Linked DNA regions of Astyanax mexicanus: region 2 is linked to region 1. The links are chromatin contacts, called in public Hi-C maps. All regions are on one chromosome and are shown on one strand. The core of a region is the stretch at or near the end of the contact, and the rest is flanking DNA. Distances in the headings are between cores, read along the strand shown.

Region 1 (7,387 bases), core at 1,871-4,370:
GGCAGCTAGTCGGAGCAGCTGATGTTAAAACATGGATATACGGAGATTTTTCTAAAAGAAAGGTAAGGGTAGGCTAATCATGTAAACTGTGAGGAGATTTTCCTGATAGCTGCTTAAAAATACTCGTCTCCGAATAAAAACACACAGATTAAACCTTTTAAAAATTAAAACATTTACAGCTTGTGAAATGTGGAGAGGACCGAAATTAACTGAAATGATCAGAAAGAAATATTAATTAAAAAGTATTAATTATGTAGACCCCATTAGAATTAATTTTTACTGATGGAATATATCTGGTCCATGTCCTTTTAGTAAAAGCTCATAATATCTTTTTTTAGGTCACCAACAGTCAATTTGCAGAATTTGTGCACCCTATGTTCAATTTTAAATCCATTAAATAAATAAAACATATATCATATAAAAGAGTGCATTTATGCCAAAAAAGACATGAAATCTTAACTTTTTTAAATATCTAGAAAAGGGTTATTAATTTGGCTGTATTAAAAGAATGACATATGTAGGAATGTCCACAACATTTCAGTGTCAACAAAGGTAGGCCTATCAGATTCTGATAATCTAATTGTAGTCTGTAAATGGTTCACTTGTGGTTATCTTAGATTTCTTGTAAACCTGTCTTAAAATGTAAGGGATACTGAACCTTCGTTGGGCTGGTGGGACGGCTTTAATCGGACGTAGGAAAATATCCCTTATTTTTAAATCTAAAACTTGACAGGTATGTACTCCTGGTGCAAAAATTCAAGCAGTTCAGTTTGGTTTGATGGCTTGTGATCATCCATCTTCCTTTTGATTATATTTAGATGTATTTTAATTAGGTAAAATCCAAGAAACTTTCTACACTGTCTGATTACTGAAGGTTCAGAGTGGATTCCACACTATTTTCTTGATTCTAAATCAAGATATTTAAAAACTAAATTTAAAAGCTAAATTAAAAATGTAAGATTTTAATTAAACCTGTAATGCAGCTTCATGAATAATCAAGAGATCTGGTCATTAAGTTAATGTGCTTGAACATTTAATCTCCTTTCTCCTGGGAAATCATGCAGGGAGCAGACACTAAATCATCTTTTAGAGCTGAACTGAACTCTGACCTCTTCAGCAGTTTATCACAAATATTACACATTTTTAACCTAATTCTATATTAGCTTTACGTTTCCTGCTGTGCTTCCAGTGTTTGATCGGAGTTACCTGTGTAACTCAGCGACAGGTGAGCACCGCTGGCTGGATGAAGTGGCTTCCTCTTCCTCACCTGCTGATACACAGGTCTGACCCAGTCACCCTGAACTGGCTCGAAACCACCACAAGTGAGATATATATTTTTTTCCTCTTATTTGAAGAGCTGTTGTTGAGATGTTTTAAAGAGCAGAATGACAACAAACTGCTATTTTCTGCATTAATTGCATTTATGTATTATTATTTTTTTAATGGTATTTATTTTTACCATCCAACACCTACATTCATTTTAATATATCTTTATTGTTTTAGCAGACCTGGTCCACCACAGTTTTTAATTTTAAATCAGATGGAATAAGAAAAAAAAAACTAGACTGGGAGTAGATAGAAGAACAGATCATTTTCATAAGTAATACTACAAAGTGGAGTTTCATGCAGAAAATGCAAGTATGATATTAAAGCTAAAATGTAGGGAGCCAAAACTTTTGCCCCAATTTATTTATTTTTTTTACCCATATTTTAATAAAAAGTGTAAGCTTATTTGCACAACTATCATACAGCATAAAACTATTCTACTGGTACTATGGTTGTGCCAAATTTAGTGCTTGTAGCTTAAAAAATGTTGAAATTTGACCTGTAGAAAAATTCTGAAAGGGTTTACAGGCACATTTTAATGCATTCCTATTTAATTTACCTTCAGACACCTTTCTAGATGTATACTATTGCACTGCTTTAAAAGCAATGTAGCTGCTTTAAAGCTGCAATAGTGTTGATATGTTGTAAAGTGTAGGAGGATAGTAGTGGCTCCTAATAATAAAAGTAAAATGAAGGTAAACTTAAAACTACTAAAAACAAGAGTACTGTGTTTTACTTTGCAAAACTGTAATAAATGCAAATACAGTATAAATTCACTGCTTATTAACTTTGTAGACACAATAAGTGTTAAAACAAAGAAAAGCGACAAATCAGCCTCTAGTGACAACTTTTATTTAAATTAAATCATTATATAGGATTCTCAAAGCATTTTAAAACTTTACCAAAAAAACTACCCTTTTTAACTCAATTAGACTTTTTGACTCTCATTAGTTAATAACTATTTCTCCTTACATGGTGACAAAAGTGTACAGTAGGAAGAGAAAGGCGGTGACGAAGGAAAGAGAAATAAAACAGGATCTACGAATCCAATAGAAATAAAGGCAAAAAACAGAAAGCAAAAAACAAGAGGGTGGAATGGGTGGGTAGACACAAGTGGAGAAGAACTATTCTTACATACATACATTAAATATCCTCAGCTCAAGTTCAGCACGACCTCCTGCGTCCTCTCAGGTCTTTTTTTTTCTAGTTTTTGTATTTTTTTCTTCTTTTTATTTCATTTAATTTTAAAAAGGAATGTTATGAGATTGTGTAGAGATTACTATGGTAATATATCAGCTATCAGGCTTCCATCATGCAGGATGACGTTTTGTTTGGCTATAAATGATGACATGTAAACATTGTTAAAAAAAAAAAAAAAAAACATTCCTTTTCAATCTTATTTCTCTCTGAGTGTCTGCTGTTTTTATAAAAATGCACTTTTACGCAATTAAAAGTTTTTAATAAAATTTCCACATCAGATTTTCAAGAGTAAAATGAAAGTATTCATATAAAAAGTCGTCTCTGCTATTATTGGAAAAATAAATGAAGAGAAAAATAAACAATGGAAAAACATCAATAAAAAAAATAATACAATAATTGTTGATTTGTGGTCAAAACCCAAAGAGGTTAATAATACATGATGGATGGAGCTGCTTTCTAAAATCAAACATTAAAATAACTGTTAGGGGAAAGAGGGAAGGAAAACACTGGTTGTCTGAGGGGTGGGGGGGTTAGGGGGTTGGCGTTTGCTGAATTCTGTGTTCGGCGTCTTGGACCTCTGAGGCTCTCCAGCTTTCCATAACCAGGCTGAAGCAGGAATCAGTTATAATCGGCCAGTGCAGTCAGTCAGAACGCATTCCTCTCCTTCACCTGCTCATCAATACAGTTCAAGTAATCTGAGAGAGGGGAGGGACAAAAAGATAAAGTATGAAAAATATACAAAGAGAAATCGTTAAACATTTAAATAGCCTTAAATTGTTTACAGGGCTAAAATAATTAGGAAATACTAAAATGAGAGTGAGCCCTCACCTCGGCCCTTCCTCAGCTTTTCCACTAGAAGAGTCCGCAGTCCCTCAGATTGTTCTTGATGATGACATCAGTGACGGCGTCGAAGACGAACTGGATGTTCTTGGTGTCGGTGGCGCAGGTGAAGTGGGAATAAATCTCCTTGGTGTCTTTCTTCTTGTTCAGATCCTCAAACTTGGTGCGGATGTACTCTGACGCCTCGTCGTACTTGCTGGCACCTAAAGACAGACCGGAGAGGAGGAGGTAAGCACGGCCATTTAACATTTTTACAGATTAATTGGGTGTCTGAGGAAGAAGCCCTTAATTTTGTTGGACCTCAGTTCTCTTGCTGTAACTAGATGTAAAAAACTGGGTCCTGCAAGAACTACTTTGGTTGAACTCTTGTAACAGAATACTGAGGGACAACAAAAATCATGCTTAGTTACAACTGTGTGCTCTTGCTGTAACTTGGTGTAAAGAATGTGAATTTTGTTGGACCTCAGTACTCTACTGATTAATTTAGGAAAGATCTGTAGTTGGACCTCAGTCCTTTTGTTATAATTAGGTGTTTAGAATATGTTTTCTGTTGGACCTAAGGACTCCAGAGGGAGAACGGTGGATGGACCTCTGATTAGAGCATGATTTTTGCTGGGCTGAAGGACTAATTGGATGCTAGAGGAAAGAAGGTGGTTGGACCTCAATACTCTGGCTGTAATTTAATGTTTATAGCGAGCTTTTTGTTGGACCTCAGTACTCTTACAATTTGGTGCTTGAGTACAGATTCTGGGTGGATTTCAATACTCTTGCTGTAAGTGGCTGTTAGGAGCATACTTTTTGTTGGACCTAAGTACTCTGTTATAATTGGATACTTGAGGAAGGAAGGTGGTTGGACCTCAATACTCTGGCTGTAATTGGATGTTTATAGTGAGATTTTTGTTGGACCTCAATACTCTATTACAATTTTGTGCTTGAGTACAGCTTGTGGGTGGACCTCAATACTCCATCAATAAGCTGTAAGTGGCTGTTTGGAACATAATTTTTGTTGGACCTGTGTACTCTTATAATTGAATGCTTGTGATGTCAATCCTTTTGTTGGATACTCTTCCTGTAAGTGGGTGTTTGGTGCATGGTTTTTGTTGGCCCTAAGGACTCTGTTATAATTGGATACTTGAGGAAGGAAGGTGGTTGGACCTCAGAACTCTTACAATTTTGTGCTTGTACAGTTGGACTTCAATACTCTTGCTGTAAGTGGGTATTTAGAATGTGATTTTATTTGACCTAAGGACTCTGTTGTAATTAGATACTTAAGGAATGAAGGTGGTTGGAACTCTATACTCTTGCTGTAATTGCATGTTCATAGCGTGATTTTTGTTGGACCTCATTACTCACAATTTAGTGCTTGAGTAGAGATTATGTTTGGACCTCAATACTCTTACTGTAACTGGGTGTTTGTAGCATGTTTTTTGTTGGCGTTATGGACTATTATAATTGGATACTTGTGGTTGGACCTCAATTGTTACAGTGATTGCATGTTAAGGTGCTTGGGTAAAGATTGTGGTTGGACCGCAATCCTCTTCCTGTAAATGTATGTTTGGAACATCATTTTTGTTGGACCTCAGTACTCTATTACAATTGGGTGCTTGATTACAGATTGGCTCTCACTACTTTTGCTATTACTGGGTGTCTGGAGAATTATTTTTGTTGGACCTCAGTACTCTATAAAGGGAACCAGATGCTTATGGAAGGACTGTGGTTGGATACTTGTGTATTTGTGTGTACTTCAGTGCTGAAGTAAGGTCGACTATTGTACCTGTGTACTCAGGGAAGCAGATGGTCAGAGGGCTGTGTGCGATCTTCTCCTCGAACAGATCTTTCTTGTTGAGGAAGAGGATGATGGACGTCTCCGTGAACCACTTATTGTTGCAGATGCTGTCAAACAGCTTCATGCTCTCATGCATCCGGTTCTGACAGGGTGAGAGTACAAGAGGGAGTGGAGGAAAACAAGAAAGGGAACAACAAAATAAATGCTTAGACTGCTCAGCGGAGTTGTGAAAAATAGGCTGAGACAAAAATCATGTGCACAGTGAAAACATAGCAAACAAATCAGATGCTACAACAATAAGACTAGACAGGTTAAAAAAAAACCAATAAGCTTGTTTTTGAATTACTTGTGCATCTTGCACATGAGCTCTCAGTCTGGCAAAACAAATTTTAACACATTCTTCAGATTTTCTCCCCCTTTCAGACCTGTCTGAATATTTATTTCCACGTCTTTTATGATCTTGTGCTATAAATGAGTCTATAAACCAGAATAATGACAAGGGTGCATGCTAACCATCCCATCTTCAAGATTCTCCATGACATTTCCTAGCAGGTAGACAAAGTAAACAGATGAATAAGGCGAGACTCACCATCTCCTCGTCCTCAGCTAGCACCAGGTCGTAGGCACTCATGGCAACACAGAAGATGATTGCAGTGACGCCCTCGAAACAGTGGATCCATTTCTTTCTCTCAGATCGCTGGCCTCCCACATCAAACATCCTGCAGAGAGAGAGAGAGAGACAGTGAGTGAGTATGAAAAACATATATATATATATATATATATATATATCTTGCTCTCTCTCCATACACACCATGTCTAATGATTGTGGACACTTCTTTTAATCTTGGTTTGTAATCATTCAACATACTGACCTCAACTGAACCTTTTGTTAACAGCATTTTAGGAGAACCAACGAATGAATAGATTTCGCAATATATTTACCCATATGTATGTTTATGTATATGTGCAGGTATGTGTATGTATATATATATATATATATATATATATATATATATATATATATATATATATATATATATATATATATATATGGATCTAATCTAATTGAGGGGCACTTAAGCTAATCTATTTACCTTCCATTACTTTTGGGTTTCTTGTCTTTTAAAAATCATAGACTTCAAATAAACACCATATAAACAGAATTTCTTTTTTAATTATGTTCTAAACTGAAGGATTATGATAATTTGTTTTCAACTTTGTGCATTGTACAGATATTTTAAAATCAATCTGAGCAGAGAAGGCAAAAAAAAACCTATTGGATTTGGTGAGAGTTCCCCTACTAATCTCGCTTGATATGAAAGGTCTTTGATATGAAAGGAGTTTTTGTTGTATAATTAGTCCTGTCACAATAATTATGTTATCACCTTGTTGTACAAAATATGTGCATGACCTCAATATTACTGATGTTTTTATTTTCAAGAATACGCAAGTATTTTGACTATATTTACTCATTTTATTTGTTTTATGTATTTAGGTTATTTAACATTAAACTGTAGTCTCTGTAGTTTTTTTCTCTGCATACTTTCTTTGTGCTGGTACATATTGTTTAAAAACTCCAGCAGCACTGCTGTGACTGATCCATGTGTTTACTGTATTAGACACTCCCACCTAGTTCCTGCATTACCATTACATCAGTGGCATGAAATGGTGTTAAAATGATGCAAACAAACTGTTATCATAATAGGCTTAGATTTAATACAACATAAACTTGGAACAGAACCCTAAAGCAAACTTAGGACAGCAGTCATGGGTGGTAAGTCCTTCTCCCAGAGCAATTTCACTGTCTCTAGTTTGTGGAAACAGACTGTAAACTACAGGAATTGGTTGAAATACACTGGAGAAGTCTGTCCCAGAGCTGCAGCGTGAGAAGAGAGATTCCCCCTCTTCGCTGCTCCTCTTCCTCTGGGCCATGTGTAATCAGCCCACTGCTTGTTACCATTTCAGTGGCATTTGCTGGCATTTCTGTGTGGGCACTGTTGCCTTGGTTACACCCTCCAGGGGGTGGTGAGGGACAGATAGAGAGCGAGTGAGACTCTTATACAGTATATAAGTTATTCACGCTACTATTTCTCTCTCTTTTTCTCTCGCTAACATGCAGATACAGTATACAAAACAAGGCTGGTGCGATACTTTCAGACAAACGATTATCAGCTTAAGAATTTGTTGTGATAAGTAATAGGGTTTGGGATAAAACACCTTTTACCAACACCACCT
Region 2 (7,387 bases), core at 2,742-5,241, 79 kb after region 1:
CTATGTATAAACAATGCCTTTACTAAATCTAAAATTACCACCCCAGTAGACAGTTATTTTCAGTCACAAAAGACGTGGCTCCAATTTCTATGAAAGGAAAGAAACCAAAATACTCAAAATAAAAGATCAAATTATAATTTCAAAAAGCATATTTTACTTTTGACCAGTATAAACACACCAAGTAATACTTCAACCAGGCTTGTCATTTAGAATGTCTCTTTGAAAGCAGCATGCATTGACAGACATAACATATATCTCATAACAGTACAGATACAGTCTTGACACATTACAGTCTTGTTACTGTTAACTGATAACCAAACGGTATTAATTAATGAAGTTTTTAATGCGGATGTGACCCAAGTTACTGTTGCAGCTCTATTTTTCATGTTTTGTGGTTTTCAAGAATGTTAATAAATGACATTTTGATAAATTTGGCTTCTTTTTAAGTATTGTGTCAAACTTGTTTCACAAATGTGCCAGACATTTATACTAAGCTTTCAGATCTCTTCAGGTGCGTGTGTGTGTGCATACTGCAATGCTAAACTTCAGGTTTCTGGTCGACTCTATTATAGGCCCAGTCGTACCCTCAGTGCTCAACCAAAAAGCCAGATCTGTACCTTACTGATGAAGCAGCTTTGCAGCATTTCGCTCCAAGGCCTGCCGTCGTAATATTTTACAGCAGAGTTCAATTACAGTGATGGCTTAATCCACTGAAGACGAAATAAAAATGGCAAAGAAACTCGCACTCAGCAAATGGTGCTGCCTGCCAGCACTCAATCACACCACACACAAGTTCAGCGAAAGAGGCGAAGCATTACGACACGCGGCTCCTGCCGGATTTTACTTTCCACATTTTCTTCAGGCTCAGGCTCGTAGCCAAGCCTGCAGACTGGGCCACGGGCCTGCTGAAAACAGTCCTTTCCTGCGCAAACACACAGAATTCTCCATTTCTGTCAAAACAGGGAGGCAGAGGGGAGCAAAGTGCGCCTGCAGTGTGACCCTACTGCAGCTCTGCTCAGGGGACGCGGCAGGCGGGTGCCAGCAAAGCCTGTCAAAATATTCCCCACAGATGACACAAGGGCAGACGTGTTGCAATCGACTGAGTCAATGGAAAAATCCCTATTTCTGTCATGCCACTCGTTCTCTTTTAAAGAGACAATATATGAGAGCGAGACAGAGAGAATGTTGCAACTTGTCATACAAAGCACTCATAAAAGAAGATGTCAACTTGTAATAAAAAAAGTATTTCAGCCATTTTCCTTTGTTTATATAACAGTCTATGGCACCAAAACTATGTTTTGATCCAAGTTTCCCATTATTTATCCTAACTCTAAGCTCCCCTGGCAACTTTTGCCTACTTTCCAACAATCTAGCCAAATACAGCTCTGCTGAGATTGAAGATAACAATGAGAGGGGGTGTGTGTAAGAGCTTGTGAACAACTACTAGGCTGAAATAAGAGCCAAATGTGTGCCAAACCAGAGCAAAGTGGATCTGTCATCCTGTTCAAAGTGATGGTTCAGAAAAAAAATAATAATCTCAGGCCCTGAATAAACTTGTTCACTTCATTAGTTTCGAGTGTATCAGGACTGTATCTAGATATGGGCAAGCCACATTTAGTAAAAATACGATGAGCAAATGTGAAAGCATAGGGCTAAAATGTTATTAGAATACAATCCAGATAATAGTCTAATAAAGTAACAGGTGTAATCAGGGTCTCAGGAATTTGCAATAGCACCACACAGCTAATATTAAGTGATGTAGCTAACATAATAACCTGATAAAGCTGCCGTTCCTCACTTAAAATGAGATTATATCTACTATAGTGTTAAACATTTACATGTACATTAAAGATCTAGTAAAACACTAAGATTCCAAACTTTGGCACTGAAGAGCATGCATGTGCAACAGACATTGCAGGAGATGCACTATTTTTTATAGCAAAACAATTTAAACACACTAGTAATTTTTGCAGCTTGATACATAAAACATCAATCAGATGTATGTCCAATATCATTCAGATTACTGCAATATTGCATACACTGAGTGAGGGCTGGACGATATGGCAAAATTTTATATCACAATTTTTTTTTTTTTTTTTTTAGTGGACATGATACAATTCTGATATTGATATGTACAGTGTCTCAGAAAATTAGAATATTATATAAGACCAACTGGTATGTTTGGCACAGTGGGCAGTGTGCCAAGCCCTGCTGGAAAATGAAATCTGCATCTCCATAAAAGTTGTCAGCAGAGGGAAGCTTGAAGTGCTGTAAGATTTTCCAGGAAACATTTGGAGACTTTGGACTTGATATAACACACAGTGGACCAACACCAGCAGAAGACATGTCTCTCCAAACCATCACTGATTGTGGAAATTTCACACTAGACCTCAAGCAGCTTGGACTGTGTGTCTCTCCACTCCTCCTCCAGACTCTGCTCCCTTGATTTCCAAATGAAATTCAAAATTTACTGATCATGAATGTCAATAATGGTCAGTCCAGTGTTTCCCCACAAAATCTAACAGCGCTTAATACTTCCTCTGCTGATAACTTTTAAGGAGATAAGGATTAGGATTTCATTTTCCTGCAGGTCTTGGCACACTTCCCACACTGCCAAAATGACCAATTGGTCTTATATAATATTCTAATTTTCTGAGACACTGATTTCTTGGCTTTTAATTGGCCATAATAATTGTCGACATGATTGTTGATGTTAATTTGTAACAGAACTGCACTACACAAAGTGCTGGGGACAGAACAGCAATGGGAGATGGGTAAATGGCTCACTCACACAGATTACACTCAATTTAGATTGTATCCAAAACTGTGCAAACACAACAGATTACATATTTAATTACTATTTAATTACTTTAATAAATATAATTACTTTAAATTAATATCAGTACTTTCCACGTTTAAACAACATCTAGACATTTAAATGCTGTTTCTATTTGTTTCAGAGATAGACGACATAATAGAAATAATCGTTGACTAATCGACTAACCAAAATAATAATCCTCAGATTAGTCGACTACCAAAATAATCATTACTTTCAGCCATGAGAGAGAGAACTGAGAGAGAGACGGACAGAGAGAGAGACGCACAGAAAGAGAGAGAGAGACAGTTTAAAGGGGGTGATCTGCAGACACTTACCCAACAGCAGGAGTTTCACTTCTTTCGCAGCCTTCTCTCCGTCCTCTCGCAGGCTTTTATCGATATGCCTGGACCTTTCGGCCGCCGCTTTGTCCTCCTGACTGACGGTACACCCCATGAGTGCTCGCTTCAGGGCGCCGGAGGTTAAAAACGGTACTTTAGAGAAAAAAATGAGGATTTTATCCTCTTTAACTGCTTGTTTGTGTGTGTTTGGGGCCCCTGGCCGCTTTTAACCTGCCAACTTCCCCTTTTCTGAGTCAAAAAAGTAGTTTTAAAAGTAGGGAAACTCTGGTTAGCTAGCTGTAATTAGCTACAGGTGAAATCCAGCCGCTGCAGATTAACGTTAGTTAGCTTAGCTAAGCTAACTTTTGACGTTAATCAACGAACAGCCAAACTTAGAAAACTCAAATGCGAAAAATATTAAGAAAAAGGTAAAAACAGCGGCTTTACGGATCCAAAACTGAAGAAGTTAAGTAGTTTAACATTACTTAGACAGTGAAAATCGCGAGTCTTTACAGCAAATTCGCCGAAATCCACCAAAAAACACCAAAAACTAACGTAAAGTTTTCAAACAGACTCTGAACGGTCCGCCCGCGCGCAGCAACAGCAGCAGCAGCTCGAGCCCTCAGCCCTGGATCTCGCTCGCGCTCTAAACACAGCAGAAAAACGGGAGAAAAACGCCGCCGTGTGCGGATTTCTCAGCCCCGCTCTCTTCTCCACGCCGTTAATCAGTGCCGCCCGACAGCCTCCGACCAGCGCTCCGCTACCCCGCCGCGGCCCCGCTCTGATTTCTGCTCTCTGGTCGCTGAAGCGCCACACCCGAATAGCTGAGGAGTTCCTCACAGCCACAGAGCGGGACGCGCGCGCTCCGCCCCGCCCACCAGCAAACGCTGAGCCGCGGGTGATCATGGGAAATGTAGTCTGTTTTGTCTATTTTTTCGTAAATATTTCTCTTTTCTCGTGTTTTATTTTTCGCTTAAATTAATTACATATGTAAAAAAAGAACTTATAATTATAATTAATTTACTTTAGACTTTAAATTTGCATCTGCAAACCGTATGATTAAGAACAACACAGCCAAAACAAATATATTTTAATATTAATAATAATAATAATAATAATAATAACAACCAAAGTGCTTACTTAAGACATAAAGACGATTTATACTGTATACAAATGCTATACATTTCTATGAAGCTAGACATATTTTAAGGAATGATTTTGTTTAGTTTTTATTCTCAGTCAACTGATTTAATGTATATAGTAATGCGATTATCCCACGTTTTTTAATTGTTGGTCAACATTTTTTTTTATTTGGTAGGATTACACTAGAAACCACATGATTAAGTACAACGCGGTTAAAACTACACGATTATAATGTCTTTCTTTATTGCAATAACACAACACAATGAACAATACAAGCGTATAATTTTTTTGTTTTTTCTGAAAAATAGTTATATACATGAAGGTCCCATATCCCGAATATTAAAATAATTTTAAACGCCTTGCACGTCCATTATTAAGTGAATTGCTTATTTTGATAATACTTTTTTATTATTATAAATAAAATCTTCCTTAATTAATGAATTGAGGTTGGTGGCAGTCAGATTTATAGCAGGTTGAAAAACATTGGCTTTTCTCTGCTGCCCTCTTTCGTCCATTTATGCACATAGCAGGTCAATTTCAGCCGCTTTATCGGAAACTCTTAACCATTTGCATCTACTCTCATGGGGCACTTTATTAGAAACACCTACCTACATTGAGCTTCCACTCAGTGGCCACTTCATTAAAAACATTTACCCATGTTGTGCTTCCATTCACTTGCCACTTTATTAGAAACACCTACCTACCTTGTGCTTCCACTTACTGGCCACTTTATCAGAAACACCTACCTACTTAAATACCTTGTACTTCTACTCAGTGGCCACTTTATTAGAAACACCTATTAACTACCTTGTACTTTCACTTCCAAACCTTGCACTTCCACTCACTGGCCAATTTATTAGAAACACCTACCTACTTTGTGCTTTAACTCAGTGGCCACTTTATTAGAAACACCTACTACTACCTGGTGCTTCCACTCAGTGGCCACTTTATAAGACACACCTACTCCTACCTTGTGCTTCTACTCACTGGCCACTTTATTAGAAATACTACCTACCATGCACTTCCACTCAGTGGCCACTTTATTAGAAACACCTAACTACCTTGTACCTCCACTCACTGGCCACTTTATAAGAAACACCTACTACTACCTTGTGCTTCTACTCACTGGCCACTTTATTAGAAACACCTATCTACCTTATACTTCCACTCAGTGGCCACTTTATTGGAAACACGGTGAGTCTGTAATTGCTCTAAAAATCAGAATTAATTTACAGTATTTATATAAACAAAAACAAGGCAAACATTTCTCATTTTTTTGCTGTTTATTGCAACATTGTTTACAGTACAGTAACCGCCAGCCATGTACTCAATATATGGAGAATAAAGAAAAATAAAATACATTTAACTGGCTTTATTCTCCCCCAAAAAGCACTTTTTTAAAAATTATTACACTGTGTGTTTTTTGTTTGTTTTAATCATGAGACTAAACCTCTTGGGTCTATTTACAATGTACAAACTAGACGTGTACGCGGGGTATAAAGGGTTTACACGTATTTACAGCCTGTATAAACGCCAACACCATGTCAGTCATGAGCTCATACACACACACACACACACACACACACATATTCAAGAGGGAGTAATACACACACATAGGTACACAAACGCATCATACACACTGCACATCAGAGCACAGGCTGGTTTAAGCACATCCCCCTGCTGTTGGTTTGTGGTACTGTGTGGATTTAATCACTAGCTACAGGTTTCAGTCCCCAGATCACACAAACCTGTTCACCACGTGTTCACTAACAGCACACATTTATTTAAAGTGAAGCACTTGTGCTAAATTAACTGGGTGGAACTCAATGCGTGTACTCAACGAACACTGGATAAAAAAAGAGGTGTCATGATTAATCGATTAATCAATTTAGATATTGGTAGATTAAACTCTACCCTCTGAATGAACTGACATTAATATGCTGTAATATCTCTGTAATAATGTCATCCACAAACCTTCTTAACTGTCAGAGAAAGTCAATGTAAATGGTTTTATTGGAGTAATTTTGGAGCATTTCTATTGGTCCATTCATTATGAAATTTTATAACAATAAGAAGAATAACTGTAAGATTTACATTATGTCATAAAATGAAAAAACAAATTACTCAAATAAATACATTTGTTATAGGCTTCCTAAAAGCTTTATTACATGATTTATTATCCCAATCCTGATTTGTAAAAAATATATAAGCAAAATCAAAATAATTGATAGATTATTGGATTTCTAAGATTACTTACACTACACTATAATTTATGCAACAAACCAGGTTAAGGACAAAAATTTTTATGTTTTATTATGCTGTTCAAAACTCAATACATTCCATTTACTGTGGCCTTGATAAGAACAAAAAATGGAGATAATAATAAAAATATGTTTTATTATGCTGTTCAGAATCATGCAAAAACATAATTTTTATTATCATATCCATTTTTAAATGTCACAATAAATGGAGCAATACAAATATTTTACAATCACTTCTATCGAAAGTTATTTTTATGATTTTTATTATTATTTATTTAAAAATAATAACCTTGCTTACAAGTCTGTTTCTTATTTCGTATTCTTAGCCTATTCAACCAATTTTGGAACAGGTTAAAAGGAAATAAATGCAACTAAACAGCAAATTCTCAGCAAATATGTGTTGCTGAACTTCAGAATTAAGGCTCATTTACGCTCAATGTTAACTGTGGATATGGATGAAGCTTTCTGTCATTAATTTGCATATTATTTTTCCAGTGGTTATGCTCCATTTCATCTGTATCTGTAAGATTTTCAATAATGTGCACAAATCTGGACAAAATAATCACAGATAACTCAGTCTCTATTCTCTATCCTTGTTTTCTGGAACCGGTTTGTGCTTCTGTGTGTGAACAGTGTTTCAGAACTGGGAATAAAAAGCTGTAATCAATCTAGAATGTGCTTTACTCTCTTACTGAAATCCCCACTGTGCTTTCAGCACTACAGTTAGAATGTATGATATAAATCAGTAAATATGACTCTCATTATAATCTGTTTATGGTTACGAGGAAGAAAAACATAAAAATGTGGAAAAATAGATGCATTTGATC

Evidence for each region. A called contact is a pair of places that touch in the nucleus more often than the background predicts.
Region 2: a contact with region 1 is called in a Hi-C map of muscle, with 16 times the contacts expected there. The contact joins the promoter of gnai2a here to the enhancer-like site in region 1. A contact is called at or near these places in 2 of 3 Hi-C or Micro-C datasets (both in muscle).

Annotation. Positions count from the first base shown.
Region 1 is chr24:29,671,716-29,679,102 of AstMex3_surface, forward strand. It overlaps gnai2a (guanine nucleotide binding protein (G protein), alpha inhibiting activity polypeptide 2a), which reads right to left. Exons shown (of 9, transcript XM_007254555.4): 6 at 5,742-5,871; 7 at 5,141-5,294; 8 at 3,355-3,569; 9 at 2,162-3,221. The coding sequence ends at 3,379. Among protein-coding and RNA genes, the nearest start is that of inka1a, 12 kb to the left of the region's middle. Within about 2 kb of position 3,121, the one cell type or tissue checked has an H3K27ac peak away from gene starts, as active enhancers do.
Region 2 is chr24:29,750,338-29,757,724 of AstMex3_surface, forward strand. gnai2a (guanine nucleotide binding protein (G protein), alpha inhibiting activity polypeptide 2a) reads right to left here and starts at 3,992. Exons shown (of 9, transcript XM_007254555.4): 1 at 3,154-3,992. The coding sequence starts at 3,271.